Linked DNA regions of Mus musculus: all the other regions are linked to region 5. The links are chromatin contacts, called in public HiChIP or PLAC-seq and promoter capture Hi-C maps. All regions are on one chromosome and are shown on one strand. Each heading gives the region's core, a stretch centred on a gene start, on an enhancer-like site or on the middle of the called end of the contact. The rest is flanking DNA. Distances are from core to core; before and after follow the strand shown.

Region 1 (2,700 bases), core at 135-2,634, 540 kb before region 5:
AGGTGCTCCAGCAAAGCCCTCCCTGGTAGGGCGGACACCTCTCCTCTGCCAGGGTCAGTGCCCGGATGTCTGGAGCCCAAAACGGGGTCTGGCCCAGAAGCTGTGTGGCTTCTGCCTGTCCCAGAAGCTGTTAGCTTCTGTAGTCCACACTCTCACCTGCACAGACCAGTCTCTGAGGGATCCGGGAACCAAGATGGCTCCCCCAGGTGCTCTGGCCACTGCTCACTTCTTATTTGAACAAAACAGAAACTGTTCTCACATACATCCCACCTTGCAGTGTCTCCTTGGAGTCCATTCTTCCTGGACTGGACAGTTTAAGCCAGTGTAAGAGTCGTTTACCCATTAAAGCCTCTGGCTGTTGGTATACACAATGCTCAGAAAAATCAGGCAAACACTATTTTAACTTGTGACTTTTCATTTAGTTATGAAATCAGAACACCAGAAAATGCAATTCTCTATATTAATTAAAAACATTGAGCAGACATGCACCAATGCAGACATTATTTTTCCTAGGGTTATGTTTTATTTTTTGTATATTTAGTTCTTTTGGTTTGTTTGTTTGTTTGTTTGTTTGTTTGTTTGAAACAGGGTTTCTCTGTGAAGGCCTGGATGGCCCAAAACTCACTCTGTAGACCAGGCTGTCCTGGGACTTGGCGATCCTCCTGCCTCTGCCTCCCAAGTCTAGGATTAAAGGCCTGGGTCATCACCACCCAGCTATGTTTGTTCTTGTTGGAGTGTACTTTTATCTCTTGAATCTTATTTTTGTTTTTTGCATGTTTTTGTTTCGATATCATGTGTGCATTAATTCATTTTGATTGTATAAATGAATTGCTTTGCACCCCCCACAAACAAACAAACCACCAAACAAAACACGGAGTTCCTCCTAGACTATCCGAAAAACATCATTCAGTTCACCTTATTTGTTTTGTTTGGTTGCTGGGATTTTTATTTTGTTCCAATATTGTTATTTTGTTTTGGGTTTTGGTTTTGTTTGTTTGTTTGTTTGTTTGTTTGTTTTAAGACAAGGCTCACTGTGTACAAACTCAGAAATTCACCTGCTTCTGCCTCTGTGCTAGAATTAAAGGTGTGCACCTGGCTGTGTGTTTTCTGAAACAGGCTCTCCCTAGGTAACCCAGACTAGCCTGGAACTTACTGTGTAGCTTCCAGCAAACCTCTTGCTTCCATGTCATAAATTCTGGGATTACAAAACCATTACACTCAACTTTTAACTGACTAGAATTTCATACTCAGTGAAGTCAGTAAGAAAACAACACAAAAGACAGGGACACAAGATGACATTTGTGGTCACCACCTGCTAGAAAGCAAATAGACTTAGGTGGTTCTTCGCATCATTTTCATCATTGCCACTAGAGGGCGCTTCAAAGCTACGAATCGGTGTGAGGAGCACAAAAATCAATCAGTGGCCATTATTTACTGAACATTCATGTCATCTGGTGCCGTACTAAGACTCAAGGCTTTATGGCTGGTAAGAGGGCTCAGTGGATAAAAGGTACTTAACACCAAGCCTGCTGGCCCACATGGACCTGTCCCTGCCAGAGTCATTATGCCTCCATGTGCAATCCCATGTATCTTTCCCCACCAAATAAATGAATAAAAGTACATACATAGATGCATACATACATACACATATGCATATATACATGCATGCATACACGCATACACGTGTAATACATACATGCATACACACATACATGTGTAATACATGCATGCATACACACATACATGTGTACATGCATGCATGCATATATACATTCAGACAGACAGACAGTGATAAAGACATTAAACCGTGACTGTGTACTTGTGGCTAAAATCCAAGATGGCAGTAGAAACTATGATGAATGTAAGTGAAAGACAGAACTTTGTACCATGTTGGTTGCCCAAAAATGGAAATGTAAACACTAAAAATAGTTAACATGGTAAATTTTGTGTTGCATCTACTTCATAACTTAAGAGACAGACACAGAGAGAGGGGGTGGGGGTGGGGAGATGAGTGACATCTTTGGTGTCCCATTCCAGAAGGCTGAAGTGGGCAGAACTCCTCCGTGGGCAGCTGAAGCTCACAGGTATGGAGACACGAGACAGCAGGGCACAGGTCATCATTTCAAAGGTGATCTGAGCTTTTACTTTCTATATATATCTCTATATCTCTGTATCTATATCTATATGCATGCATTTGTGTAACACTTTTATTACATTTTATTATTATGTGTGTAGATATGCATGTTCTATGACACTCATGGGGAGGTCAAAGGACAGGTTGCTTATGTAGAGGTCGGAGGGGTTGGCTTTCTTCCACCATGGAGTTTTGGGATTGAATTCAGATAGTCAGGTTTGGCAGCAAGAATACCTTCACTGGCTGAGCCATCTCCCTTACTCCCTTTCATGGGAGGTCACCACTACTAATCCTTTAATCACAGTACTCAGGAGACAAGACAGGCAAATCTATGTGAGTTCAAGGCTAGCCTCATCTTCATAGTGAAGATGCTATATAGCCATAGTGAGCCATGGCTATATAGTAAATCCCCCCATCTCAAAAAATTATAATCTCTCTGTCTGTCTGTCTGTCTGTCTGTCTGTCTGTCTGTCTGTCTCTGTCTCTCTCTGATGTGTGTATGTGTGTGCATGTGTGTGTGTGTGTGTGTGTGTGTGTGTGTGTGTGTGTGTGTGTGCATGTGTGCG
Region 2 (2,700 bases), core at 146-2,645, 520 kb before region 5:
ACCTGGGTTCTATTCCAAGCATCCACATGGTGGTTTACAGCCATCCATAACTCCAGTTCCAGGGCATTCGAAGTTCTCTTCTGACAGTATGTATGACAGCACACTCACATACACGCCAGCAAAACATTCATGAATAATAATAACAATAACAACAACAGCAATAATAATAATAAATGCCAGCTTGATGGTGGTGTCACATGGCTTTAATCCTAGCATTTTGAGTCAGAGGTAGACAGATCTCTGTGAGTTCGAGCCCAGGTCTACAGAGCAAGTTCCAGGACAGCCAAGGCTACATAGAGAAACCCTGTCTAGAAAAAAACAAACAAACAAAAAAAAACCAAAACCCAGCTTCCAGTTCACTGTCCTTATTTAGTCGTTTTTCTTATAATTCCACGTAGAACAATCAATCCACTTTCGGGAGCCGTGGTACCCACTATAAAAGGAGGAAGATGGAGATTAGGGTCCCAGAGCCCTTTGAGTTTCTGACTCCTATGAATTTGGAAGGTGTGTATGGGAAAGACTGATACCCCAACTCCGACCCCAACTTGTTAGCATTCTGTCTAAACTCCATCTCACAGTCATCTGGCAACAGCCAGGTATGCTCCTCCCCACAGTTACCTGGCAACAGCGGGGGGTAGGCGACCCACTATAAAAGGCGCTGCCCCCCTCCTCTTTCCCTTGCTCTCATGCTCCCCCCTCTCTCCCCATTCCCTTCCCCCCTCTCTCTCCACGTGCTCATGGCCGACCTCTGTTTTTCTCCTCTACGCCCCCCACCCCTGCCTTTCTCTGCCTCCACTACCCTCTTAACTCTCCTCCCCACGCCCTAAATAAACTCTATTCTGTACTATACCGTGTGGCTGGTCCCACGGGGGGAAGAGTTGACTCCGCATGGGCCCGCTGAGACATCCCCTTCCCCATACCTCACCACACCCCTATAGAACATATCTTATATCGCTTTATCCTTTTATAAACACGCCACAACTCCCGTGCCCTCTCAACCATAGCCACCAGGACTTCTACTCTAGGAGCTACAGGGACAAGTCCACGTGGATTAGGAGGGGACTCCTTGAGAGTGCCTGCCTGGAGACTGGGGGTGCTAGGATGGGGGTGGAATGCTCCTTCCTGCAGCATCTGAACCCCGGGGCAAGGCTAGGGACGTCCCCTGCATGGAACCCAGGAGGAGCATGTGGCACAATCACCAGCCCGGGAATGCAGCTCAGGCAGTTCCCACGGGCTCCCTGCTCAGGGTGGGACCCCTTGCTTTGGCGGGGCCATTGGAATCACACCTGGCAAAATATTAATTACTGTTGCTTCCAAGGTCCCACCAGTCACAGCGGTGGCAGGCCCTGCCCAGGAAGTCCAAATAATCGGCATCGCTGGTATTTTAGTCACCCCTGTGGGGAGTTGGGTCACCTGACTCCACAGCTGCTCCTAGGCAGTCTCTGGCAGAACCACTTCCCGGAACCCTGCGGAAAGCAGGGGGCCTAGGCGGGGCGCGTTGGATTGGGGACGTGGAAGACTTGGGGGAAAACTTGCCATCTAGACGCCCCCTCTTTAATCCTAGCAGCCATACTTTATTTTACCAAAACAGGTTGAGAAATCTAAGAAAATTGCCCGAAGTCCCAAGCTGGCAAGAGACAAGGCTGGGACACTTTCCACTAATGGCAGGTAATTTCACAGGCCGGAAAAACCACTCCAGCCTAATCAGCGGTTGAGCATATTGAGAACGTGAGAAAGCAGTGGGCAGAAGAGTGGAATAGGGATGACACTAGACCTGTGTACACGCCCTCTTCTGGTGGCATGGAAAGGACCCCTGGAAGAGAGAGGGTGGGGGAAGAAGGGAAAGGAGGTGGGGAGGGTCACCTTACATTCCCCTCCTACCCTCTCTGAATTGTGGGAATTGAAGCAGACAGCTTCCCCAAAGCCCATTGAGATAAACTTCATTAGCAGCGTTAAAATGTCAATGAGTTAACCATTAGCATTCCAAATAATAATTCCAGATTCCGAAGTGGTTTTTGTTAAAGGATGTTCATAATTTATAAACACACGCCACTCTGTGAGCCTCCTAAATCCAGCTGTTAAGAAGGGTGATTGTCGGGCTGGTGAGATGGCTCAGTGGGTAAGAGCACCCGACTGCTCTTCCGAAGGTACGGAGTTCAAATCCCCGCAACCACATGGTGGCTCACAACCATCTGTAACAAGATCTGATGCCCTCTTCTGGAGTGTCTGAAGACAGCTACAGTGTACTTACATATAATAAATAAATCTTTAAAAAAAAAAAAAAAAAAAAAAGAAGGGTGATTGTCGATTGTTAATAACAGCACAAGGTAGGGCACACAGCTATGTACACAGACCCTAACAGCTGTTCACAGGAACTTAAAAGAAAGGGGAGAGAATGAGGGAGGAGGGGAAGGAGGAGGAGAGAGAAGAGGGGAGGGGGGAAGGTGAGAGGGAGGAGGAATCAAGGAAGGGCTACATCTAATGCATAGAAACCAGACTGACTGGAAACATTCAATACTGACAGTGGGTGTCTGTGGGTAGAAATTGTTTTTTTTTTTGTTTTTTTCTTTTTTTCCTTTCGTTTTCTGGGACAGGATTTCTCTGTGCAGCCCTGACAGTTCTGGAACACTCTCTGTAGACTAGCTCCTTGAGTGCTAGGCTGGTATCAAAGGCAGGCACTGCCACCATTTAGAATGAAAA
Region 3 (2,700 bases), core at 9-2,508, 640 kb before region 5:
ACTATTTGCTTCCATTTCCTTTTCCATGTTTGCTTTTTTTTTCCTTAGTGCATCGTAGTGAGTTTACAGAATCCCCAAGATCAGAACAGCCAACAAAAAACCCCAGCTCCTCATGTGAGTTTTCCTGAGTTTACATGTTCCAATTAGACTTGTGGAAACACTCAAACTATTTTTCAGGACTTTGTCACAGGTGGACCAAGCCTGAAGCAAAATAAAGAGCCTTCGAACAATCCGACATTCTAGGCCTCAAACTGTCAAAACAATGCTTTTTAAGGAGCCGAGGGAGTAAAACACCAGCGGTTTACCTCTACGCTTCCCAGACGGGATAAGGGGCTTCCTGGGACCCCTGACCACCCCAGCTTACCAAACCAATGAAAAGAAGAACGGTGAGGTTCACCACGGTATCTAGGGGAAACCTTTTCTGCAGCTGAGAACTCCTTGCAAGGGCCATGTTGTAAACTGTTTGCGCGTTGTTTACAGGCCCTCAACTCCCTTTGTCCCAAATCTCTAGTTGACTCCACTAAAGGTAGTTTTGTTCTCAGTGGCGATTTATCACACACCCTTCACTAAGCGCTCACACTCACGCTTGACCCGTCATCGTCACCGTAATACATTCCAGTGGTCTCTAAGGATCAGAAGGATGAAAAAAATAGTCTCTGGGTCATTTCCCCCAACTTCGAGCTTATGAAGTTAAAACAGATCCAGTACCATCAGAAGAGAAAAGAGAACACATAAGAAAAGGCAAAAATTATGCCCCACCACCACCACCACCACACACTAATAACTTGACTGCGTTCTACCCAATATCACCAACAAGCCAGAATGACACCGACCCAGCTCAGAGCGCCAACAACACTTCAAACACAAGCGGGGCGGGCGAAGTTTAGCAAAGGATGGAAATGAAGCCACAAAAGAGGGCCCCTGGTGTGTGTCCCAGGCTCACCCCAGCCCCACTCCATTCTCCCTCTTACTTTTGGATGATCTGGGGCAGGCTGGCTTGAGGCTGAGGCGGTGGCGGTGGCGGCAGAGGCTGCATCCCTTGCTGGCCCTGGGGCACGGAGGGCCCCTGAACACCGGGCATAACGCAGGCATCTCTGTCGGGTTGCTCCGGACCGCTGGGATCCGCGTCCTGGCTCATGGCTACTGCCAGCACCATGCGCGGCGACACCGGCCCGGGCTCGCAGCGAAAGAGCGCGCGGGAGGGGCGGTCCCGGAACACAAGCGCTCACTGGCCGGGGTCCCTGTGCCCAGTCCCCTTGTCCTTCTCGGTGGCGTGGGGAGGAGACGAGAAGGGTGGGGAGGAGACAGTCCCCGCGGCGCCGCCTCCTCCACCTCCCGGCGCTCAAGCTGGAGAGGCTGCGGAGGGGGCGGGGGACAGGGACAGGAACAGGGGGCGTCCCCGGGGCCACGGAAGCCGCGAGACGCCCAGGAGCTGCTGCGCGCGGGGTGACCGGGACAACTGTGCCTGTCCACCCGAGGCACAGTGAGTAGCAGCCGCCACCCGCCACCGCGAGCCCTTCGGGGTGACCAGCCAGGCGCTCCTCAGCGCGACACCCTCGTGAGAGGGCGACACGCCGGCCCGCCCCGCAGCCGCCCTCCGCCGCCTTGTAGTTTCTTCCGGAGCTCACAGGCTGCCCGGCTCCGGCAGAGTCCCGAGGACATCGCCAGCGCGAAGTGCGCCCGGGGCTTGGCATCCTCCTGCGGCTGGAGCCCAGCCAGCGCCTCTGGAAGGACCCGACACTGTCACATCCTTCCCTAGGTGGGTGGGACTGCGATCTCGGGGCCCAGATGATCAGGCCCCGGAGCTCACCACGCTGGTAGTTCCAGCTGTCGCTTCGGGGGTCCCAAAGGCGACGGACAGGGTAGCAGTGGATTCATTTCTTTGAATTTTCCCACGAGAGCAAAAGAAAACCAGGCACACGTTTCTTTCATATTTATTGGCAGCGTCTCTGGAAATTTAAAGGATAAGGAAGAGAGTTCACCGACTCTGTTAATTGCCCGGAGCCCACCTGCGCCGGACACCCGTGTGCACCGGGGTGGCAGCTGTGCGACGCACTTGTGAGGCTCTGAGGGCGGAGCAGCTGGAGACGGCGACAGGGGACACCTGCTCCCGCAGACCCTCCTGCACCTGAGCACCGGCCGGGGAGTGGCCGCCTCGTGCTCTCTCGGACTGTGCTGTTCCGTGGTGTTCCAGACACGGACGCCCGCGGCCAAATTCCTCTCTCGTGCGTTATAAGCCAGAGGGCAGCGAGCTGATCCCACAGCCTGAAGTCCTGCCTGCCTGCTTCACACACCAGAAAATTCTAAAGATGTCTCAAAACCTGACAACTGCTTGAACTCTCTGAAAGATACTTTTTGTCCCTCCTGACTCTTGTGTCAATTTCCCCTTGAAACTGCCTACTCTGCCACCCTACCTTAGAGAGCTTCTCTCTCTCTCTCTCTCTCTCTCTCTCTCTCTCTCTCTCTCTCTCTCTCTCTCATTGCCAATTAGAGTTACGATTATTTGTATTAAACATCACACACATCATTCACAATTCACACAAGTCTGACAAACAAACAAACAAACAAACAAACAAAACAGAACGTGTGGCGGCGGGTGGCACATGCCTTTAGTCCCAGCTCTTCACTAGAGAGGCAAAGGCAGGGGGATCTCTGTGAGTTGGAGACCAGCCTAATCTACAGAGCACCAGGACACCCGGG
Region 4 (2,700 bases), core at 45-2,544, 910 kb before region 5:
GATGAAAAAAAAAAAAAAAAAAAAAAAAACACACCCCAAAAGCATCTTCTTTCCGATTCCCAAATAGACAAGCAATTCCACCTGTTTGTAAACCCCCCACTTGCACTGTTAACACAAACCTCTGCGGAGAGGGACGGGGGAGCGAGGGGAGAGGGAGAGAGAGAGAGAGGCGGGCGAATTACTGCTTTGGAGTCCTTATTCTTCTACCTAGGCATGGGGGAGGGGATGGTACAAAACAATGGATACCGAGGGGCTAGGGGGAAAATCTTTTTGCCCTGCAGCCTCCTGCGTTCCGAGCTGGGGGCGGGGAGTTACACTACTTTTCCTCCAGCCCTCAAAGCCGACACGGAGATTGCCACCAGGCGTGTTTAGCAGGGCGGTCTCTGCGGCCACAACTCCTTTCACTCGGCAACACACCCAACGCCGAACCCACCACTCGTCCCGCAGGGTCTGCGAGGAGGAGACCGCTCAGCGCCGAGGACTTTGGGGTGGAGGCGCAGAGACCCCACCCCACAGCCCTACGGCCGCGCCCGCCCTCCCGCCCGCCCGCCCGCCCGGCGCCAAGCGTCCTCGCGACCCGGGCAGCCCCGCAGTCCCGGCCGGGAGGCGCCGAGAGACCGGAGCAGCCGGAGCGCGACTGACTCGCCGCCCCGGGCCCGCGCCCGCGCCCCGGCGCTGTCCCGGCCGCCCGCTCCGCAGTAGGCCCGGCCCGGCGCTGTCAGGGGGCAGCCTGCCGCTCCCCGTGTCCCGCCCGCCGGCCCCGCGCGGGCAGCGGCTCCGAGGCTCCGGCGCCCCGGGCCGTGGCACCCCGGAAAGCGGCCGCGGCGCCTCCCAGGGCCCCGACCCCTCAGGCCTCGCCCCGGCTCCGGCGGCTCGCGCCTGTCAGGACGTGTGGGCCTCCCCTTACCGACGGCCGGCCGGGCCCCCCGACAGGCAGGAAAGCAGAGAACCGGCCCACGGGCGCTCCTGTGCCGCTCCCGCCCCAGGCTGCCGTCCGGAGCCCGGACTCCACCATCCCTGCTCACCTCCTTCCTCCTCCTCGTCCTCCGCTCCCCGAGCGACGCTCCCCTGCCACCGCCCCCCCGCCCCTCCCCCACTCGCCCCGCCCCTCCACACACTCTGGCTCCAATCGCCCCGCCCCAGCCCCCTTGAGCGAGCCTGGGCATTCGCTAGGGAGGAGGGATGGGCGGAGCCAGAGCAAAAGCAGTCACCCAATCAGAGGGAAACCTTGGCGCCAGCTTCCCTGTCCCCGCCCTTTTCCTTTCCTCCGCGGCAGTGCGCGGTCTCCCGCCCACTGGGCGCCGCTGGCTAGCTCCGCCACAGAGAAAAGCCTCCAGCCGGGTAGAGAAACGACTCCCAGTCGGAAGTTACGGTTGAAGCCCAGGCAGCCATAATTGATGATGGCAGGAGGCGTTTCCTGTCACCCGTTTGACGTACGTTTTTCCTGCTTTTGGTTCCCCGTTACCCCAGGCAACAGCAGAGCGGTCTGGAAAGGGATGCACCTGTAAGTATACTTACGGAGGATGTGCACACACACAGTCCACACTGGGCGAGTTAATTCGCGATCGGGAACTGCCGGTTTGCTTGCCAGACCCTTTACGGAGCCCCTGATCGCTTACCTAGAACTACAGTTTAGGGCTTCAAAACTCCCTCGCACCGGAAGTTGCGCTTGCACTTCCTAGTAGGGTCATGGCCAGGAGGTGGGAGTAGCCGGACCCCGCCTGCGCCCCAGGGGGTGCCTCCTCTCCCAGAGCTGACGAGTGAGGTAAGTGTCCCTGACGCCCTACAGCAGGGCCGGCCAGGCCGGATGAACCGCAGGGAGGGAGCTGGGAGAAGACTAAGCGGAGGCCCCGGGCCGCTTCCGCTGGCAGAGGGTTTCCTTTCCGGCTGGTGGGGCGGTGGCCAGCCTTCCCTCCGCCCCTCTGAGGTTCCCTGTAGGGCGAGGCAGCCGGATCGGCCGCCGGGCGAGGCCAGGCCCGCAGTCCCTAGGTCTGCACAGTGGGGCACGGTGCACGCCTCCTCGAGTTCCTGTCGAGTACAGTACTTTCACTCCCTGGCCTTTAGAAACTCCAAATTTTGGGAACCAAAGAAACCGGTTTCCACCCCAGCTATCAAAGAAAAAGATGACTTCCCTGAGCCAACCCGCAAAGCAAAACCTTCCCTTTCATCTTTGATTTTTCTTCCCTTTCTGTCCTGCCTCCCCTTTCTGAGCTCTATGTAAGCTTCAACTAGAAGTCTGGGTTAGGGTATATTGAAGTAGTTAGTCCTGGGTGTTTACGATTGTGAATATCCTTTTAAAGGACATTTTAAAAATATTTAAAATGCTTTATGTGTCTCCAAGACATTGTCTCATGTAGTTCCTTCTGTGGACGTTTGGAGTCAAGAAGTCAATCGTTCTGATAACTACAGATTGGATTCCTAAAGGTGCAAGAAAAAAAAAAAGAACAATTTTCAGGTAAATTGAAATATGCTTATACCTAACCAAACGAAAATTAAAGTACAAATCTACCTTCTCTACCTATGTTCCAGAAAAAAAAATGAAGTAATCCTGTTCTCCTGAGGTTTACTGTTGTAGTCAGCTGTCACCTTTTGTGATGTGTGTCCATTTACCTGCTTGGTAATTGTTAAGATTCTGCTATGTACACATTTCTTTCCTATTCATATTCCAACTTTAGTACTATCTAGAAGTCATTTATAGGT
Region 5 (2,700 bases), core at 39-2,538:
ATCCTCAGAAGATGAACTCCGGTGAACAACAGTAGAAGCTGTGGGAAAGGGGCCCGGATGGGTCCAAGCGGTTTACAGCTTTAAGCAGGTTTCATCGAGGAGGTGACACTTGACGGGACTGTGAGTGTCAAAGATAGGGAAGGCCAGCTTAGGTGGAGTGAGGTGACCTGTGAGCTGTGATTAAGAAGAGTCACTCCAAATGAAATGGGGACTGCTTAGTTTCTTTTCCCGTCGTTGTGATAAAACATTCTGGCGAAAGGAATTTGAGGGGTAAAGGACTTCTTCGGCTTCCAGTTTCCGTTCATCTAGTCAGGGAGCCAGGCCTTACATCGGTAGTCAAGAGGCGAGAGTAATATATTCATGCTCGTCTTCAGCTCATTTCCATTGATTTTATACAGTCTAGAATCCTCTACCTAGGGAGTGGTTCTGCCCGTCTTAAATAACACAAGACAACCCTCCAGCCAGGCCCAGGGGCTTTTTCTCCCAGGCGATTCTAGAATGGTCAAGTGGACACCTCAGGGTAGGTTCGGTCTGGCTTCTATGCAGGCGTCACACAGGTGAGGTGGAAGTGATGCACCCCAGATAGGTGACGTGATGGAAGTGGGTGGGGCTACGGATCTACTTTGAAGCCAGGACCAAGCGGATCTTGGGCAGATGGGGCATGGACCGGGGAATAAGGCAGATATTACGTCAAGATTTTTGCCCTTAAAACATGGAATAGCCACCGACTGAGATGAAAAAGCCCTACGTGAAGAATGTTTTTGTTTGTACATAGGGTTAGGAGCTAGGTTTGGACGCTTTAACGCCCGATCGTTAGCCCAAGTGAGCAGTAAGTTTTGAAGCTGTTGGGAATAATCATTTGGAAGACATCTCTAAGGTCTCAGCAAGTTATATCCTGATCCAGTCAGTGTCTCCAGGACCCTAAAATAGGTTCTTGCAGAGCTGGCCACGACTCTCTCGTCTTAGCTGACCTAAAAGCTGGAACAAACCGGAGAAGCATGCAGCTTCCTTAGCTGGCAAAACGCCTGTCCTTCCTCTTAAATGGAGAGGAAGATCAGTGACGACTGACCGGCGCCTCTCCCAATTGGTTGCACAGAACACCACACCCTCTCCAAGCAACAGCCCAAAGGTTTTGGAATTCTGACACTCGGCCACGCCCACTCCGGTGAACGGGCGGGGTTTACAGCGGGGCGGAGCCTCTGCGTGAGCACGCCACAGAGGGGAGGAGTGGCCTGCCCGGTGCGCGCGCCTGGCCGTGGGTGATCAGCTGGTCTGCGCTCCCCTGACGTGGGCTGGGGCACGTCACCGCCGAATGGCAGCCTCCAGAAAGCCGCCGCGAGTAAGGTGAGGGGACTGTGCCGGCTGACCGGCATCCGGCGCCCGGCGCGCGAGCTGCACCCCCGGGAGGGTAGGGACGAGAGGGCGAGCAGCGACGGGCCCGCGGCCGTCCGGGGATGGCCTTGGCTAGCGGGGGTTGCCCCAGCGGGAACCGGGGAACGATCTGTGCAGCCCGGCAGGACTCAGCTCGCTTCCGGCGGGGCCCCCGGGCACCTCCGGGCGGCCGGAGCCGGTCCAGGGACCAGTGTGACCGAGGAACTGCCTCGCTGGTCCCGGGAAAGCGGTGATCCTTACCACCCCCGACCCTGAGGGGAGGCCCTGCTGTTGCAGGAAGTTGGTCCCTCTTGGATCCACCCCGGGTACCCAGAAGTGATTGTGCCCCTGCCCTTTTCCTTCCTCCACGGCGGCGATCTAAAGTTACAACCCTGATCATTCTGATGACTGCATTTTACCTCTTGATTCAAACTCCCAACAGAGACAGGCAGCCGTTGTGCCCTCCCCACCCAAATGGTCTCAGGGGCTGTATCAGGAAACAGATAGGCATAGCCTTCCGGAAAATCCTCCTGGAGCCTGCTCTGGGTTCTTCTTGGACACAGGAAGTGAGAAGACACTTCCCAGACTCATGTTGAACATGCTTTAGTGTATCCCTTCTGCACCCGAACCAGGCACACTTGGTTATTTAAAGTGGGAGATGCTAAGAACATAAAACCAGAATTAAAACTCTGAGGGGATGCACAGGGGCGTACCCATCCTCTCAGACCAGTTGAGTCTTGAAAGAACACATGAGGCACCGCAGCCCGACTTGTGAAATTCCGACCATATTATGCCTGTTTCTGTGAGTGGACAGATCTCAAGCCTACCTTGACCCAGACCTGGTCTTGTCACAGCGTGTTAAGTGTGACCAAGAAGTTTATATATGCACGATGGTGGGTGGTGTGGGTAATTGTCCATGTGGTTAGACCTTCCTGGACGTCTTCTGCTGGAAATAAAGTCAGGCAATTGGATAATGATGTAATGTCAAAGGTTCGGAGGCAGCTTGAGGACCACACCACAGTCGTTGCTGGATCCTGGATCCGTAGTCACAGTATTGGGGGTGGTCAGTGAACGTCAGATGGTAGGCTGAGAGGGAGGGTGCCTTCCGGAAGTGGTAGAATTTCAGTGCCATCCAGTGTACAGATGAGGACCCCTTTCAGTTTAGAAGGTCAAACTGAACTCCTTGAAGGAGGCAAATGGAGGCTGGTGGCTGTTAGTGAAGCCAAAGATAGTCGAACCAATCCTGGCACCAGACTTGTCTTCCCCGTCTCACTTCTAGCTCCAGTTGTGTTCAGCTCTCGCTTGGGCAGACTTTTTCCTTCCCGCAGG

What was found. HiChIP or PLAC-seq counts read pairs in DNA pulled down with a chosen protein or histone mark. Capture Hi-C pulls out chosen DNA fragments and counts their contacts.
Region 1: a contact with region 5 is called in an H3K4me3 HiChIP or PLAC-seq map of bone marrow-derived macrophages, with 5 times the contacts expected there. The contact joins the enhancer-like site here to the promoter of Xpnpep1 in region 5. A contact is called at or near these places in 1 of 39 promoter capture datasets (stem cell-derived epiblast-like cells), 5 of 115 datasets of contacts at active chromatin or transcription factors (bone marrow-derived macrophages, embryonic stem cells and pancreatic cancer cells) and 2 of 9 other capture datasets (embryonic stem cells and liver).
Region 2: a contact with region 5 is called in a FOXA1 HiChIP or PLAC-seq map of pancreatic cancer cells. The contact joins the enhancer-like site here to the promoter of Xpnpep1 in region 5. A contact is called at or near these places in 1 of 39 promoter capture datasets (stem cell-derived epiblast-like cells), 2 of 115 datasets of contacts at active chromatin or transcription factors (embryonic stem cells and pancreatic cancer cells) and 1 of 9 other capture datasets (adipose tissue).
Region 3: an H3K27ac HiChIP or PLAC-seq map of embryonic stem cells shows a contact between it and region 5, with 5 read pairs. The contact joins the promoter of Rbm20 here to the promoter of Xpnpep1 in region 5. A contact is called at or near these places in 2 of 39 promoter capture datasets (pre-B cells and stem cell-derived epiblast-like cells) and 1 of 115 datasets of contacts at active chromatin or transcription factors (embryonic stem cells).
Region 4: a contact with region 5 is called in a promoter capture Hi-C map of adipose tissue, with 3 times the contacts expected there. The contact joins the promoter of Bbip1 here to the promoter of Xpnpep1 in region 5. A contact is called at or near these places in 1 of 39 promoter capture datasets (pre-B cells), 1 of 484 Hi-C or Micro-C datasets (regulatory T cells), 3 of 115 datasets of contacts at active chromatin or transcription factors (bone marrow-derived macrophages and embryonic stem cells) and 2 of 9 other capture datasets (adipose tissue and liver).

Annotation. Positions count from the first base shown.
Region 1 is chr19:53,577,790-53,580,489 of GRCm38.p6, reverse strand. No RefSeq gene overlaps it. Among named protein-coding and RNA genes, the nearest start is that of Smc3, 21 kb to the left of the region's middle. Within about 2 kb of position 1,384, at least 9 of the 459 cell types and tissues checked have an H3K27ac peak or open chromatin away from gene starts, as enhancers often do. A contact at or near this core is called in bone marrow-derived macrophages, where this site is marked.
Region 2 is chr19:53,556,131-53,558,830 of GRCm38.p6, reverse strand. No RefSeq gene overlaps it. Among named protein-coding and RNA genes, the nearest start is that of Dusp5, 28 kb to the right of the region's middle. Within about 2 kb of position 1,395, at least 89 of the 459 cell types and tissues checked have an H3K27ac peak or open chromatin away from gene starts, as enhancers often do. A contact at or near this core is called in embryonic stem cells and pancreatic cancer cells, where this site is marked.
Region 3 is chr19:53,675,864-53,678,563 of GRCm38.p6, reverse strand. It overlaps Rbm20 (RNA binding motif protein 20), which reads right to left and starts at 1,258. Exons shown (of 14, transcript NM_001170847.1): 1 at 972-1,258. The coding sequence starts at 1,156.
Region 4 is chr19:53,943,221-53,945,920 of GRCm38.p6, reverse strand. It overlaps Bbip1 (BBSome interacting protein 1), which reads left to right and starts at 1,294. Exons shown (of 4, transcript NM_001195338.1): 1 at 1,294-1,765; 2 at 2,342-2,455. It overlaps Shoc2 (Shoc2, leucine rich repeat scaffold protein), which reads right to left and starts at 1,045. Exons shown (of 9, transcript NM_019658.6): 1 at 908-1,045.
Region 5 is chr19:53,037,158-53,039,857 of GRCm38.p6, reverse strand. Xpnpep1 (X-prolyl aminopeptidase (aminopeptidase P) 1, soluble) reads left to right here and starts at 1,288. Exons shown (of 20, transcript NM_001374834.1): 1 at 1,288-1,344.